2 separate regions of the Sus scrofa genome follow, and region 1 is linked to region 2. The links are chromatin contacts, called in public Hi-C maps. All regions are on one chromosome and are shown on one strand. The core of a region is the stretch at or near the end of the contact, and the rest is flanking DNA. Distances in the headings are between cores, read along the strand shown. Region 1 has its middle 36 kb from the start of ESR1. Region 2 has its middle 280 kb from the start of ESR1.

What was found. Hi-C and Micro-C count contacts between places; a contact is called where the count stands out from the background.
Region 1: a contact with region 2 is called in a Hi-C map of liver, with 2.0 times the contacts expected there. The contact joins two enhancer-like sites. A contact is called at or near these places in 1 of 5 promoter capture datasets (liver), 7 of 47 Hi-C or Micro-C datasets (embryonic fibroblasts, fetal heart ventricle, liver and 2 more) and 1 of 2 datasets of contacts at active chromatin or transcription factors (skeletal muscle).

Annotation. Positions count from the first base shown.
Region 1 is chr1:14,523,779-14,530,895 of Sscrofa11.1, reverse strand. It overlaps a transcript of ESR1 not described here. Among named protein-coding and RNA genes, the nearest start is that of ESR1, 36 kb to the right of the region's middle. Within about 2 kb of position 4,720, at least 1 of the 83 cell types and tissues checked has an H3K27ac peak or open chromatin away from gene starts, as enhancers often do. A contact at or near this core is called in liver, where this site is marked.
Region 2 is chr1:14,212,431-14,219,741 of Sscrofa11.1, reverse strand. It overlaps a transcript of ESR1 not described here. Among named protein-coding and RNA genes, the nearest start is that of ESR1, 280 kb to the left of the region's middle. Within about 2 kb of position 5,196, at least 4 of the 83 cell types and tissues checked have an H3K27ac peak or open chromatin away from gene starts, as enhancers often do. A contact at or near this core is called in liver, where this site is marked.

The DNA of each region.
Region 1 (7,117 bases), core at 3,471-5,970, 310 kb before region 2:
AAGCAATTTTTTATAGATAAGGAAACTAGACTTGAAGAACTATCATGCCTGTCATTTAGCAAATTTCTAGGTATAGCGCAGAAAGCCTGCTGAAATAGTTTCATTTCTTTTCTTTTGAGCAGAGAACACATATAAGGACTTAATGTATATGAAGACATCCGAGGAATTAAAACGTGGTGTCATTTATATAATTTCTTTCTTTCTCCCCCCCCCCTTTTTTTAGGGCTACACCCATGGAAATGTGGAAATTCCCAGGCTAGGAGTCAAATTGGAGCTGTAGCCGCCAGTCTATGCCACAGCCACAACAACGTCAGATCCGAGCTATGTCTGTGACCTAAACCACAGCTCACCGCAACGCTGGATCCTTGACCCACAGAGTGAGGCCAGGGGTTGAACCTGCATCCTCATGGATGCTGGTCAGATTCGTTTCCACTGAGCCATGATGGGAAATCCCATTTATATAATTTCTTACACCATGTATTTCTGATTGTCATTAGACTATTCTATTTCTACTATTCTGTATGTTTCTTTTAAAGTTTTTTTGTTTTGTTTTGTTTTGATTTTCAAAATGTAATAATTACCCGAAGCTCCTAGGCTTCTTTTTCTTTCTCCTTCCTCTTCAATGATCACATCCAACCCCAAGTCTTCAGCTATTTTCCCATGCATATTAATTTCCAAATTTGTCACTTCATTTTTTCTATTAGTCAGAAGAGGGTAATGGCTGAACAAATAACATCATAAATCTCAGTGGCTTATTTCCCTCTCAGACACAAATTCTAATGCAAATATTCCCCACCTGCTTTCCTGGTGGCTCCCCACCAAGTCATGACTCAGGGTTCAGCTCCATCCAACATAACCTGCTTTATGTCTCAAAGCCCTTAGTATTCTGGTGATGCCCATGGACCTTCATTGAAAATAATATTTGTAAATGTGAAAAAAAAGACATATTGACTGATTTATAGCTAAAACTTAAAGTTAATTTCAAATTAGTGATAAATATATTTCAAGATACCTGCATCAAGTATAATGTGATGTGAAATATCTGTGACTTCTATTGGAGATAAAGCCACATTTTGCTAACACTATTGCAACTGTTGCCCACATTCATAAATGAAGGGAATGCTGAGTTCCAGTTAAAATTCATCAAAATAGATTTTCCCCGTCCAAGCTCACAGGACTCCCGGGATGGCCTAGATTTAAGTTTCTAATGGCTCCGCAATTACAAAAGACTTCTTGGAGTCCTTTACGAGATCTTATGCTGCAGTCAACTGACCAAGACCTTGTAGGATAACATGAGACATTTGGGGGCCAAACCAGGAAGGGGCACTTAACAGTCCCCTCGCAGTCATGGTGTAGGGGCTAGGATGAGTTGCATTGGCCCTCTGAGCAAGGGGGCTGTGTGTTTAGGAAGGAGGTGAGATGTGAAGAGCACAGAGCAGTAATTGCTTCAAGCAAGAATCATCAATGGATGTGAAAATGAGCCAGGAAAAATATGATGAGAACCTGGATTTTTTAAAGTTTTATTGAAGTATAGTTAATTTACAAGGCCATGATAATGAAACTGGATGTTGTTTATCATCTCAAAGTATTACCACTCAAGATGCTTTTTAATTGTGAAGGGAAAGTAGTAACTTGACAGAAAGGAAGAAATCTAGTCAGACACTACTTTCGCTGCGTGAGCAAAGGTGACGTCATCAGGAATAAGGCAAATTAATACTGTGCTTCCTGATAGGGTACATGAAGGAGGAACCACAGCCTTCCTAGGGTGTTCCTGCCCCAAATTCTTAACCTGAATTGAGTCAAAGGAAACACCAGGAAAAAAACAAAAAAAAAAACAAAAAAAAAAAAACAAACCCAAGTTGAGAGACATTCTACAGAACAGCTGGCTGGAACTCTTCAAAATGGTCAAGGTTATGAGCTGTTCTAGATTAAAAGAGGCTAAAGAGATGTGTCAGCTAATGCCAGTGTGATTCTGCGTTGACTATTGAATTGGAAAGTGGGCATTAGTAAGATAATTGGCAACATATGAATAACGTTTATAGGTTAGATAATAGTTTTGTATCTATGTGAATTTACTGATTTTGATCAGAGTATTGTGGTTAAGTAAATAAAAACCTTTTTTGGGGAGGATATATGTACTCATATTGGCAACTTACTCTCAAATGTCTCAGGAAAAAGAATACATAGGTAGGTAAAATGTAGCTAGGTAGATGATGGTGGGTAAGTGAGAGAAGGTAAGTGTGATTCAATGTTGACTTACATCTGGGGAATCCAGATTAAAAATGTATGGGGATATTTTGTACTATTTTTGCAATCTTTCTTTTAAAATCTGAAATTATTTCAAAATAAAAATCGTTATGCCTGACTTTTATAAAACCAAGGAGGATGGTCCAAGACTTCCTGTGTCTTGGGGTTTCCCCTTCATCAAAGAACTTTAGGTAGGGACAAGTGGGTTGGTGACTGGTATTCTAGTTAACATCAGAGTAGAAGTCTAGGAATTTCTAGCCGTGTGGAAAGAACCCAGTTCTCCATATTTTGATCCATTTTCCCTGATAAGAGTAATTTGGTATGCTTTAAGGTAAGGAGACTGCCTAGTAATTTGTTCAAAACATGTCTTAAGGCGTTCGCATTGTGGCTTAGCAGGTTAAGGACCCAGTGCAGTTTCCATGAGGATGTGGGTTCAATCCTTGACCTCACTCAGTTGGTCAAGGATCTGGTGTTGCTTGCAGGCTGCGGTGTAGGTCATAGATGCAGCTTGGAGCTGGTATTACTTTGACTGTGGTGTAGGTCTCAGCTGCAGCTCTGATTCAACCCCTAGCCTGGAAACATCCATAAGCTGCTGGTGTGGCCATAAAAAAGGTCTTAAATATCAGGGAAAGCTTTCAGGCTCATTTCTCAGGTGCAATGCTGAAGACTGAGTTTTAGTGTAGGTTTTCTATTTTCTTAGATGTTGCTGTTTCTAGAAGAATTATAAAGGTGTAAATTTCTATTGATAATGAATTATTGGATTCTGTAGCCCTACTGGGGTTCCCTTTGATGAAACCAATTATGTTTCCAAGCTAAAATATGATCAGCTAGTTAGTAGCAACTTTTAAAAACTTTCCAGAAAATGGTTTGACCCCCAAATTATTTAAAATCTATTTGGAAGACTAGACCTTAAATAAATAAAAGAAGTTTATTGTAAACAGCACTATAGAAAAAAGAATTTAAATGAAGGCAAAATCCCACCATCTTAATCATGGTCTCTTTTATTTATTTATTTTTTTTGGTGGGGATGTGGATTCCACTCTGGTCTCTTCATATGAATTTGTGTTTTATTTTACAATATAAGACATATGGAGTTCTTGTCGTGGTGCAGCAGAAATGAATCCATCAGGAGGTGATTTTGATCTCTGGCCTTGCTCAGTGGGTGGGAGAGCCCGAGTTGCTGTGCTGTAGGCTGGCAGCCATAGCTCTGATTTGACCTCTAGCCTGGAAATTTCCATATGACTCAGGTGCAGCCCTACAAAGCAAAAGAAAAAAAAATAGAAGACGTGATTTGCATTGCTCATTGACTTACAATTGCATTTTAACTCCTTTTCAATATTTCCACATTATTTATAAAATAGGTTGTTATTACATCTTGCCCGAGAGTCTGCTATTGTTAGAATCTGAAAAATTTCCTCCAAAACTAAAAGAGCATTTTAAATCAATTATACTCCAATATAAAATTTTTAAAAATTTAAACATTTCCTTCAATTTAAAAGATAATAACTGTCCATCCCCAAAAGCATGTATATACTTTTTCCTTGTATTGAATTATTTTCCGAGGAGAAATTCCCAGGCGAAAGATCAGTATATCTAAGAATATACACAGGTAAATTAGATATAGGTGTGTGTGTGTGTGTGTGTGTGGTGTACACACGTGCCTGTGTGCGTTGCTATACTCCTACCATGTGTTATTTGCACAATGTCTTCACTAGTTTAGGGTTGTGTGCACACACCATATAAATGTACACATACTGTTTTTACCACTAGCTTTCCAGATTTGGAACTAGATCCAATTTTTGCCAAGCGTAATTATGGAAGGCGATACAGAATAGTTGAGTTTTGAAGCTAGACACTTTCGGGATCTGGTTCTGGTTCTTAGGGATTCCATGATCAAAGTCAAGTTGGTTAACTTCTCTGAGTTTCCTTTTCTAAAACGTGATTAATGTTATTTACGTCATAGAGTTTTTGTGGGTATCAAAGGCAATCGTTTATAAAGCACATAGACAGGAACCAGTTGAATAAATATTTAGTGAATAAGAAAAAGTGAATAATGTTCATTCTTTCAATATCTATCTTCTTCGCTACCCTTGCCAGGATAGTTCTCTCAGTATAAATACAAAGCACAATCAAGTGTATCTTTAAATGGGAAATCCTTCCCTTAGTAATGTTAAAGAATAATTAGTATTTTGAACATTCCTCCAAAAGCCTCTGTCAGTTCTTTTCTTAACAAACTATCTTTTATAAGGGAAATATCAGTAAGGATACATTCTAGCAGAATACCCATACTGGTTTTCACAATTAGAAAACGTATCTCACCTAAGAGGGATTCCAGATGAGCAGTGAACTCCACAGTTGGTTGAGTCTCTGGCTTAATAATGTCATCAAAGTCTCACTTTCTCTACAACCTCTGCTCTGCCATTTTCCATCGATTTGCTTCATCCCAACACTGGGCCATCACACCGTCCAAAAATTGATTCCACTCGCTTGTGGAATAATGTTTTCCTGCTTAAATCAATAAGGGGACAGAGGAAAAACTCTTCCTAAAAGCATGGAATGTCAGTTATTCCTTTCATCGTAAGTGGTGTATGCATCCCTGGACCAATGGATTGGTTTGGATTAGCTGGGATTTCTCTTTGAAGCTGAGGATGGTGGTGATGAGGGTGGTAGTGGGGATACACGATTTAAACTAGGATTCCAGGAAAGAAATAGATTTGGGGGTTGCACCAGCAGTTTCCACTGCAAGGAAAACCTAAGTTTTGGACACATTAATCACTTCTTGCCATGTTACATGGAGTTTATCAACTTGAAAATTTTGTCCAGAAAATTTAAAGCAATTTTCAATGCCAATTGATTTTTTTCAATGGCCCTTGATTTCATAGCTGGAAATAATTGTGATTCAAACCATTATCTTGATTATTGCTGATGCTTTGGATTTTGCATCACAATAGAACCATAAAATGAAGACACCGTGGAGCTGTGTATACATTCAGAAAAATATTTATTGAAATGTCACTGCATGCTATGCCTGGTGTTAACTGCTAGTGAAGCAATAGGCAACAAGTCAAGGTCTTTGATATTGCAAAGCTTATCATCTAGTAGACAAATAAGTCCCTGTTTTCAATGGCATTAGATAGGATTGTGTTGATTTCTTCTTAAGTTTATACTTGAGCACTTTAGTATAATTGTCATACAAACAGCATATTCCAACTCATTACAGGAAATAGAAGACAAGCCTACTTTTTCTGGACTAGAAATTTTGCTAAGAGGTAGTTGAATTTGGCTAATTGCCATCAGAAGGAATAGCTCAACATAAATTACCCAGATGTAAATGCTTGGTTTGGGGAGAATTTCCCCAGCATTTAAATGGACATTTCAAACAGCCTGATCCTACAGGCTAATTTATTTAGCAGCACTTCTCCTAATAATAGCCCCATCAATACGTAGTTCTTAATATACACTGTTGCATAGATAACATCTTCATTTCTCCTATGGATTGTCATGATGGCAGTTGAAATTGTGAATAATGGAATGACAGGGAGCACTTAGGGTCCATAATTGACAGGCTTGGTGACTGAATGAACAGTGAATTTCTAGTATAAGAGTAATTGAATGGGGTGGCATGTCGTCTTACAGAGGACACTCAAGGGAAAATAGATTGAGATAGACAGAGTATAGATTGTGTGTTCCATCTGGGACATACCAGGTTTGATGTTTGCCTTAGTTAGACCAGGTTGTCATAGCAAATTACCATAGACTGGGTGGCTTAAACGATGAATATTTGTTGGATGGTTCTGGAGGCCAGTAAGTTCAATATCAAGATTCTGGCAGATTTGGTTCTTGCTCAAGCCCTCTTCCTGGCTTGCTGATGGCCACCATCACTCTTTGTCCTCTTCCATGTGTGCTTCCTCTTCTTATAAGGGCACTGTTTACTTCATGAGGGCACCATCCTTCTGACTTCAGCTAACCCTAACTACTTTCCAAAGGCCCCACTTTCAAATATCATTCCATTGCCAGGTAGGACTTCAAAATATAAACTTTCAGGAAATACAACATTCAGTCCATAACAAGCTTCCTATAAAATGTCCATGTGAAAATGTCAAATCGGAAGTTGGCTATTTATGTCCACATTCCCATCAATCGGAGAAATTGAGTTTTTAAGCCTTCCCTAAACAATAGGAAAATAAGACCTTCATAAGATATGATGGCATGATGGTCCGTGGAAGACTTTTAAAGAAAAGCACTGAAGATGGATGGTAGAAGTCAGGTTACATCAGCCTGGATAAAACAGAAGCATACAGGGACAGGGCATGATAGGTGAGCTGAAAATTCTTTGCCTCAACAACCAACTTGGGTGATCTGTGGATCTAAATTATGTGGTGACATTCTAGTAGATCCAGGACAAGTCACATCAACATTATGTGCTCTTAATTTTTCATTTATGAGTTAGAAAACATTATACAATACTTGCTACATTTTTCCAGGAGCTGAACTGAGAGTGTTAGTGCAATTAAAATGGAAAACCTCTATTTTTCTTGGAAGAGATTTCATTATAAATATTTATTAAATTAGGGTAAAACAGTCTAGAAATATTTATTATGCAACATTAAAAGTATAATTAGCACTAACAAAGACAGGCATAATTTTGACTGTTTTATAACACTCCAGTTGTTAAGTATAATTGATATATACCTGTAATATAGAATTTAACTGTAATATTTAATATAACTGTAATTAAATATAATCAATAAATACAAGTGAAAACATTTTAATTTAAACTATCCAAAGAAGAATCCTAAAACTGACCAGTTCTTTCCAAGAGAGATTGGTGGTATATGTGATTAGGTTTATCTGCGCAAAGCAGAGAAGA
Region 2 (7,311 bases), core at 3,947-6,446:
AGTTATGGGTTATTTCCCCTTCTCAGCTAAAAAAAAGAAGTTTGGTTTCCTCTGGTGACCTCATTGTCTAGAACCGGAACCCCATTAATAGGCAATGTGTTAAGCCATCAAGCCAGCCAAGCTTCTAAGGCTTCTCTTGGGATACCTGTTTTAAAAGTGGAGTTCATTCATTTCCGATTTCGCAGGAAGCGATCGCCAAAGGACTGAGAACCTGGGAGGGCCAAAAAGAAAAAAAAAAAAAAGTTTTTTTCACAAGTGCATCTAAATTTAGGGGCAATTTTATGTATCTGCAGTGAGAATGTTTAGAACATACTTCTTTTGTTGTTTTTGTTGAAGAAGCACCTTATATAGTATAATATATATTTTTTTGAAATCGCAGTGCTTGTTTATCAGACAATTGAATGTAGTCATTCTGTTCTGGATTTAATTTGACTGGGTTCACCTTCAAAACCAACGAAAAATGTTTACTTTTTTTGTATTACTACCTTGTCATGTATGCAGTCATTGATAACCAAGGCCTGGTGATTATTCATTTAAATGAAGATCACATTTCATATCAACTTTTATATCCACAGTAGACAAAATAGCACTAATCCAGATGCCTATTGTTGGATATTGAATGATAGACAATCATATGTAGCAGAGATTATGCCTGAAAAGGAAAATTATTCAGGGCAGCTAATTTTGCTTTACCAAAATATAAGTAGTAATATTTTTGGACAGTAGCTAATGGGTCAGTGGGTTCTTTTTAATGTTTATACTTAGATTTTCTTTTAAAAAAATAAAAACAAACAAAAAAAAATTCTAGGACTATAGATGATGTAATACCAGCTAAATCCAAACAATAATCCAGTGGAGGGTTTTACATTATTCATCTAAGGTGTTTGTATTCGTGTTAAGATACTACTACATTTGAAATGGGCAGAGAACACCAGATGGTTTGATAGCCTGGGAGTTTCAGATAATTTTGGAAATCTCTTTTTTATTCTCATTTGAAGTGCCACTAATGGACAGCTGATACTTTGCAGCTGATGTTGCTTTTGGGTGTAGGGAATATGCTGTGTGTTTTTTCCCCCCACTCTGAGACAATTTAAAGTTTGAAAGGCATGGTCGATCAGGGTTGGGGGGGTGGGTTGGGATAGGGTGGGGAAATGGGTTTAGGAATTTGAAAAATGGGGGGGCTAGAGTCATACGAGTCCTGAAAGTGTCTTGAGGCAGATCGATACTGGCCCCTGGAGTAAGCGCCAGGGTTTAGTCCTCCGATTGTGCCCTATTAACCACAAATAACTAGCTGTATCTGATAGCCATTCCTGTAATGGCAGCTTGAGTTCTGGGGAAGAACTAGAGGCAGCCACAAAATAGTCCAAGGAAGAGCTAGTGCTCTTTGTTTTCTGTAGCCATTGCCCAGCTCCAGGCTTGCGGTAATGAGTTCTGCAGTGCTGTCGTGCAACAATCAGAGAGGCTAGTGCATCCAAAGAGAAGACCCTACGTCGTAGGTTAGGAAATCCAGCCCCAAAGGAAGTGTAGTCATTGATCAGATTTCCCTATTAACCTTGCAAGAATGTTCAGCCATGCCATATCCTGTGCCTTTGGCGGGGGCTGGACAAATAAGGGACTTACTGCTAATTTACTTTTGATCCCATCAAGATGTTCTTGCATTGAAATCTCACACACTGATATGGCTGTTGACTTAGGCCATTGGTTTAGACTACCCCTACGTGCAACCGATTCCAAATCACTTCCTAGCCACACTTCCCGACTCTGAGATGGACTGTGAATGTGGGGAGGGATCCCTAGGAACACAGTAATGTCTAATAGTCACAGGCAGGTTTGCTTCAGGAAACTGGTTATTCGAAAGGCAGATAGAATCGTACAGTAGCTCCTGAGACAACCGTGATTCTCCTTGGTGCAAAAACTTTGGGCAGGTGATCCAGAATACACTGCACGCTTCCTGGGTGAACTCCCTGCAAAGTTCCTCTCAACTGGAGCAAAGGAGTTTAACTGTGGTCCCAAATATCCACCTTTTCATTAGTGTTAGTTCTCTGTTTCTAACTGCATTTTCTTTCCATTTGGATTACAGTGAGCGTGGCCTCTTTTCTAAGTCACTTAAAATTGGTTTTGAAGTAACTGCTGCCTCTATTATGGCACTTCAATTTTGCACTGTCTTTCAGATTCCAGAAAAATTTCTATTCTTTTTTTTTTTTTTTTGCATCCAAATGTGCCTGAACTTTTTTAATATGTAAATGCTGCCATGTTCCAAACCCATCTTCAGTGTGTTTTTATAGAGCTGTGTACCCTGGAAAAGACATACAGCCCCCATAAGCAGGTGCCTGAGGCATGGACCCCTTTGCATTCACAGAGAGGTCATTGGTCATAGAGACTTGAATTAATAAGTGACATTATGCCAGTTTATGTTTTCTCACAGCGTATAAACAAAGCATTTTGTGCACTACATATTCTTCAGTGTAGAGCTCTTGTTTTATGGGGAAAGGCTCAAATGCCAAATTGTGTTTGATGGATTAATATGCCCTTTTGCCAATGCATACTATTATTGATGTGATTGTTTTGTTGCGGCTTCGCTTTAATGAAACACACTTGTCAGCCTCTTTTGCACCTTAAAAAAAGTCAAGAATCCAGTGGGATGCTCAAGCACCTTAAACAATTTTCTCTACCTATTTGATGTTCAAATAAAAAATTAAATGAAAGACAATGTTTGGCCTTGGTTTTTTTTTTGTGGGGGGGTTGTTTTTTTGTAAGCTCCCTTTTTACTAGTGGTTCAGCACTGGCTGCCTAAGATCAGGGTTGATGACATCATCTGTAGAGCAAAATGAGTCCTGACTGCTGAGCTGATGCCAGGTCCCCCTCCCACCTCTCCCCTCCCCTACCCCCTGCCAGGCATAGGAGGGAATGCATGAACCTTGGGGTGCAGCAGAGATGGCCTCAGTTCTTGGCTCTATTGCATCCAAGTTTAGTGATCGCTGGCCATGAATTCTCAGAGCCTCTGCTTCTTCATTGATAAACAGCGAGAGTAACCCCTAATTTACAGGGCGGTTTTGAACATCATATGAGACGCTCATTAAAAGAGCAGTTGTTAGAATTGCTGCTGTGGCACCTGGGTTAAGAATTCGATGTTTCCACAGCTGGTGTAGGTCGCAGCTTTGGCTCAGATTCAGTCTCTGGCCCCAGGAACTTCTATATGCTGAGGGGGCTGCTTTTTAAAAAAAAAAAAAAAAAAAAAAAGTTGTTTTCTAACATCTACTCCCAACCCCGTCCTTGTAAGGCAGAAGAAAGAAGCTTAAGAGAGTAGTTATTTATGAATGAATGAGTGAATGGATGAATGGATGATCTAAAACCTACATGTTTGCTCAAAAACCTCTCTAGTGTGCCTGTATCCCCATCCTACTCCTCTCCTGGTTTCCAGTGTTCCAGACTCCCTTCCCTTTTCAGAGCTACCTGTGTGTTCATATTTTTTAAAGAACTTAAGGAGTTCCCGTTGTGGATCAGAGGGTTAACAACCCAACATGGTGTCCGTGAGGATGCGGTTCGATCCCCGGCCTCGCTCAGTGGGTTAAGGATCCCATGTTGCTGTGGCTCTGGTGGCCTACACCGCATTTATTTTTTTCCTCTCTATTCGTCAAGTTAGGTAATTTCTATTCATCTGTCTTCAAGGGAATGGATTCATCTGCCATTTTGACTCTGAGTTTAAGCTGTTTCTGTGAATTTTCATTTTAGTTATTGTCCATTTCAGCTCCAGCATAAAATTTGATCTTTCTTTTTTGAAAAATTTTTCAGAGTTCCTATCGTGACTCAAGTGGTTAACGAATCCGACTGGGAACCGTGAGGTTGCGGGTTCGATCCCTGGCCTCACTTGGTGGGTTAAGGATCCGGCATTGCCGTGAGCTGTGGTGTAGGTCGCAGACACGGCTGGGATCTGGCATTGCTGTGGTTGTGGCATAGGCTGGCAGCAAGAGCGTGGATTAGACCCCTAGCCTGGGAACCTCCATACGATGCAGGTGCGGCCCTAGAAAAGACAAAAAAAAATTTTTTTTCTAGAGCTCCCTGGTAGCCTACTGGTTAGGGATCTCATGTTGTCATTGCTGTGGCATGGGTTCAATCCCTGGCCTGGGAACTTCCGTGTGCTGGGGTTATGGCCAAAAAATAAAATGCTTTTCTAAATTCTACCCTCATTGAGAATCCCTATTTGTTGATTCACTGTTGTCGTGTTTAACTCTTTAAAAAAATGGTTTCTGTTAGATATATTAACACATTCATAATAGTTGCTTGTGGTCATTGCCAGCTAAATCCAGCATCTGGGGAGACACACAACAGGTTTTGTTTCCTTTTTTTGGGGGGCCGCACCTATGGAAGTTCCCTGGCCAGGGGTCGAATCAGAGCTGTAGCCACTGGCCTACACCACAGCCACAGCAACATGGGGTCCGAGCCACATCTGTGACCTACACCACAGCTCATGGAAACGCCAGATCCTTAACCCACTGAGCAAGGCCAGGGATTGAACCCGCATCCTCAGGGATACTTGTTGGGCTCGTTACCGTTGAGCCACAAGGGGAACTTCCACAGTTTCTTTTGATCTCTTTTTTTCCTGAGTATAGCTCACATTTTCCATTTCCTTTGCATATCTGGTTTTTTTTTTTGAAAACAATGTCTTAGACACTGTAATACAGCACCCCTGCATTCTGATTCCCCTACGGTCATTGCTGTTGTGTTCCATTGTTGTTTGGGTTTTCCCTGTGTCCAGGAACTCACCTGCAGTTAAATAGGTAAAGTTTGTCTTTCCACCAGCAGTTGGTCTCTGTTAGGTTCTGAAATGATGATTCTCATTTTGGTTTTCAAGGCTGCCTTCAGGGGAGCTGCCCCTGTGTCTGGAGAACTCAGAGGTTATCCAAGTGACCGGACAGACATGGCCCAACACCTGGAGCCCGTAAGGCTTCTATCCTCTGCTGATGACTCTGAGGGCAGATGGGGGGCACATTTGGTTTTCAGGCTATTTTCAAGGCTGACCCAGCTTTTGCCTGCAGGATCGGACGGGAGAGTGGGGCTAGTGGGAGCACTTTCTAGTCTCTGCGACCCATGTCCACAGACACAGTCAGGATGGCACTTGCCAACAACCTCAGGCTATGGCGGCCTTGGCCTTGGCCTTGGCCTTGCCCGCTCATCCACCAAATCAGGTCAGCCGTCTGGGACCGTGGCCAGAGCAGCAGCGTCGTCAGTCCTTATGCTGTGTCCCGCTCTGGTGCGGACCGAAGTGTGCAGGTGGGGGGTGGGAGCAAGAATGCCACAGATTCACACTGTTCGTGCCCAAAGTTAAGCAGGTTTTCAAGCACAGACGCCTCTTCTGTCGCCGTATGCCTTGGGTCACTTTGCAGAGTGCCGAAATGGAGGGACTTGTCATTTTGTTCAGCTTTGTAGCTATGTTTTGGAGCAAGGATTCATCAGTCTCCTCACTGGGCCAGAGCTGGAAGCAGCAGCCCCACCGCCCCACTCCACATCCCTTGTCTGGCTCTGCTTGTCCTTCTCGGGCTACTCAGGGGCAGCGTTGTCTACGTGTGCCTTGTGTTTATTTCCAGTGCTCAGCGAGCTCTGGGGAGAAGGTTGAGCAATCTGCAGAACTTTAAATCTACCTGGCGGAGTCTGTTCAAAGTTGGAACGCCTGACTGGGAGTGGATCAACTCACACACTGGCTCCAGGCCACCTTCTCCAATGGGACATGTGCTTAAGCCTTTGGGGACATTCAGATTCAGAACTGCCATGTTTAGATTTGCTTCTCAAAAAATACAAAGTGGATGCCTTGGGGCAGCAAAATTTTCTAACTTGTAGTATTGGGACTACGTGTATTAAAAAGCTGGTTTGGGGAGTTCCCGTCGTGGCGCAGTGGTTAACGAATCCGACTAGGAACCATGAGGTTGCGGGTTCGGTCCCTGCCCTTGCTCAGTGGGTTAACGATCCGGCGTTGCCGTGAGCTGTGGTGTAGATTGCAGACGCGGCTCGGATCCCGTGTTGCTGTGGCTCTGGTGTAGGCTAGTGGCTACAGCTCCAATTCGACTCCTAGCCTGGGAACCTCCATATGCCGTGGGAGCGGCCCCAAAGAAATAGCAAAAAGACAAAAAAAAAAAAGCTGGTTTGGGGGGAGTTCCCGTCATGGCTCAGTGGTTAATGAGTCCGACTAGGAACCATGAGGTTGTGGATTCGATCCTTGGCCTTGCTCAGTGGGTTAAGGGTCCAGCAATGCCACAAGCTGCGGTGTAGGTCATGGATGTGGCGCGGATCTGGCGCTGCTGTGACTGTGGTGTACATAGGCTGGCAGCTCCAGCTCCAGTTCAACCGGTAATAGCCTGGGAACTTCCATAGGTTGTGGGTACAGCTCTAAAAAGGTAAGTAAATAAATAAATAAATAAATAAATAAAAGCCTGGTTTTAAATTCACAGGCATGGTGGCTGAAAATTGCAAAATCTGTAACTACCTCCGAAAGAGTAGCTCTAAAGCCGGGGGAGATATGTTTATTCAAGAGAGAGAACTTTCTACCGGAACGGCCTCCAGATAATCTGGGACACCTGGTAGGGTTCGGGCTTCCTGAGGGCTACTTGAAGTCTCAGAGTGCATATGAAATATTACTTAAGATCAGAGAAAGTGCTAAGTTTTGAATTTAAACAAGCTTTCACATTTTATGAGTAGAAAGGAAAAATTCCCATGAACTTTTAAGGCAAAAATGTGACGCTTCAAAGAAATATGGGCCTTTGGGCAGCATGCTTCATGCTTCGCCCCTCGAGTTCTGGAGACATGTTCCCCCTCTTGAGCAGCACTTCTTCTGCTAATGCCCCTGGAATTTGCTGCCAGCGTGCCTGGTTTCTGAGGTCACCCAGGCGCCCTCCCTGCGCCGGGTTTCTGCCAGGAGCTGCGGGTGAACTGAGGAGGGATTTTCGTCTGTCCCTTGGCATCAGGAGAAGCTCTATTTCTAGCTGATGACCTGAGATGTTGATGTCGGAGGCAGTGGCACCCTCACTGGCAGCAGGACCTGTTTCAGGATGATGGTAGCCGGGCCAGGTTCACTCCCTTCCCTTTTTAGCCAAAAGCCCGGCTCCTAGCTCCTGGCCCGGGATCAGGGCCGCGGCCCACAGCTTAGGGACTGGGTATCTGTGTAGAACTGACCAAAAATAAAATAAAACACACAGAAGCAAGGAAGCTGTGGGGTGGAGCTCCTTTTGTGGCTCAGGGGGTTACAAACCCAACTAGTATCCATGAAGATGCAAGTTCAATCCCTGGCCCCAGTGTAGCTGTGAGCGGCAGTGTAGGTTG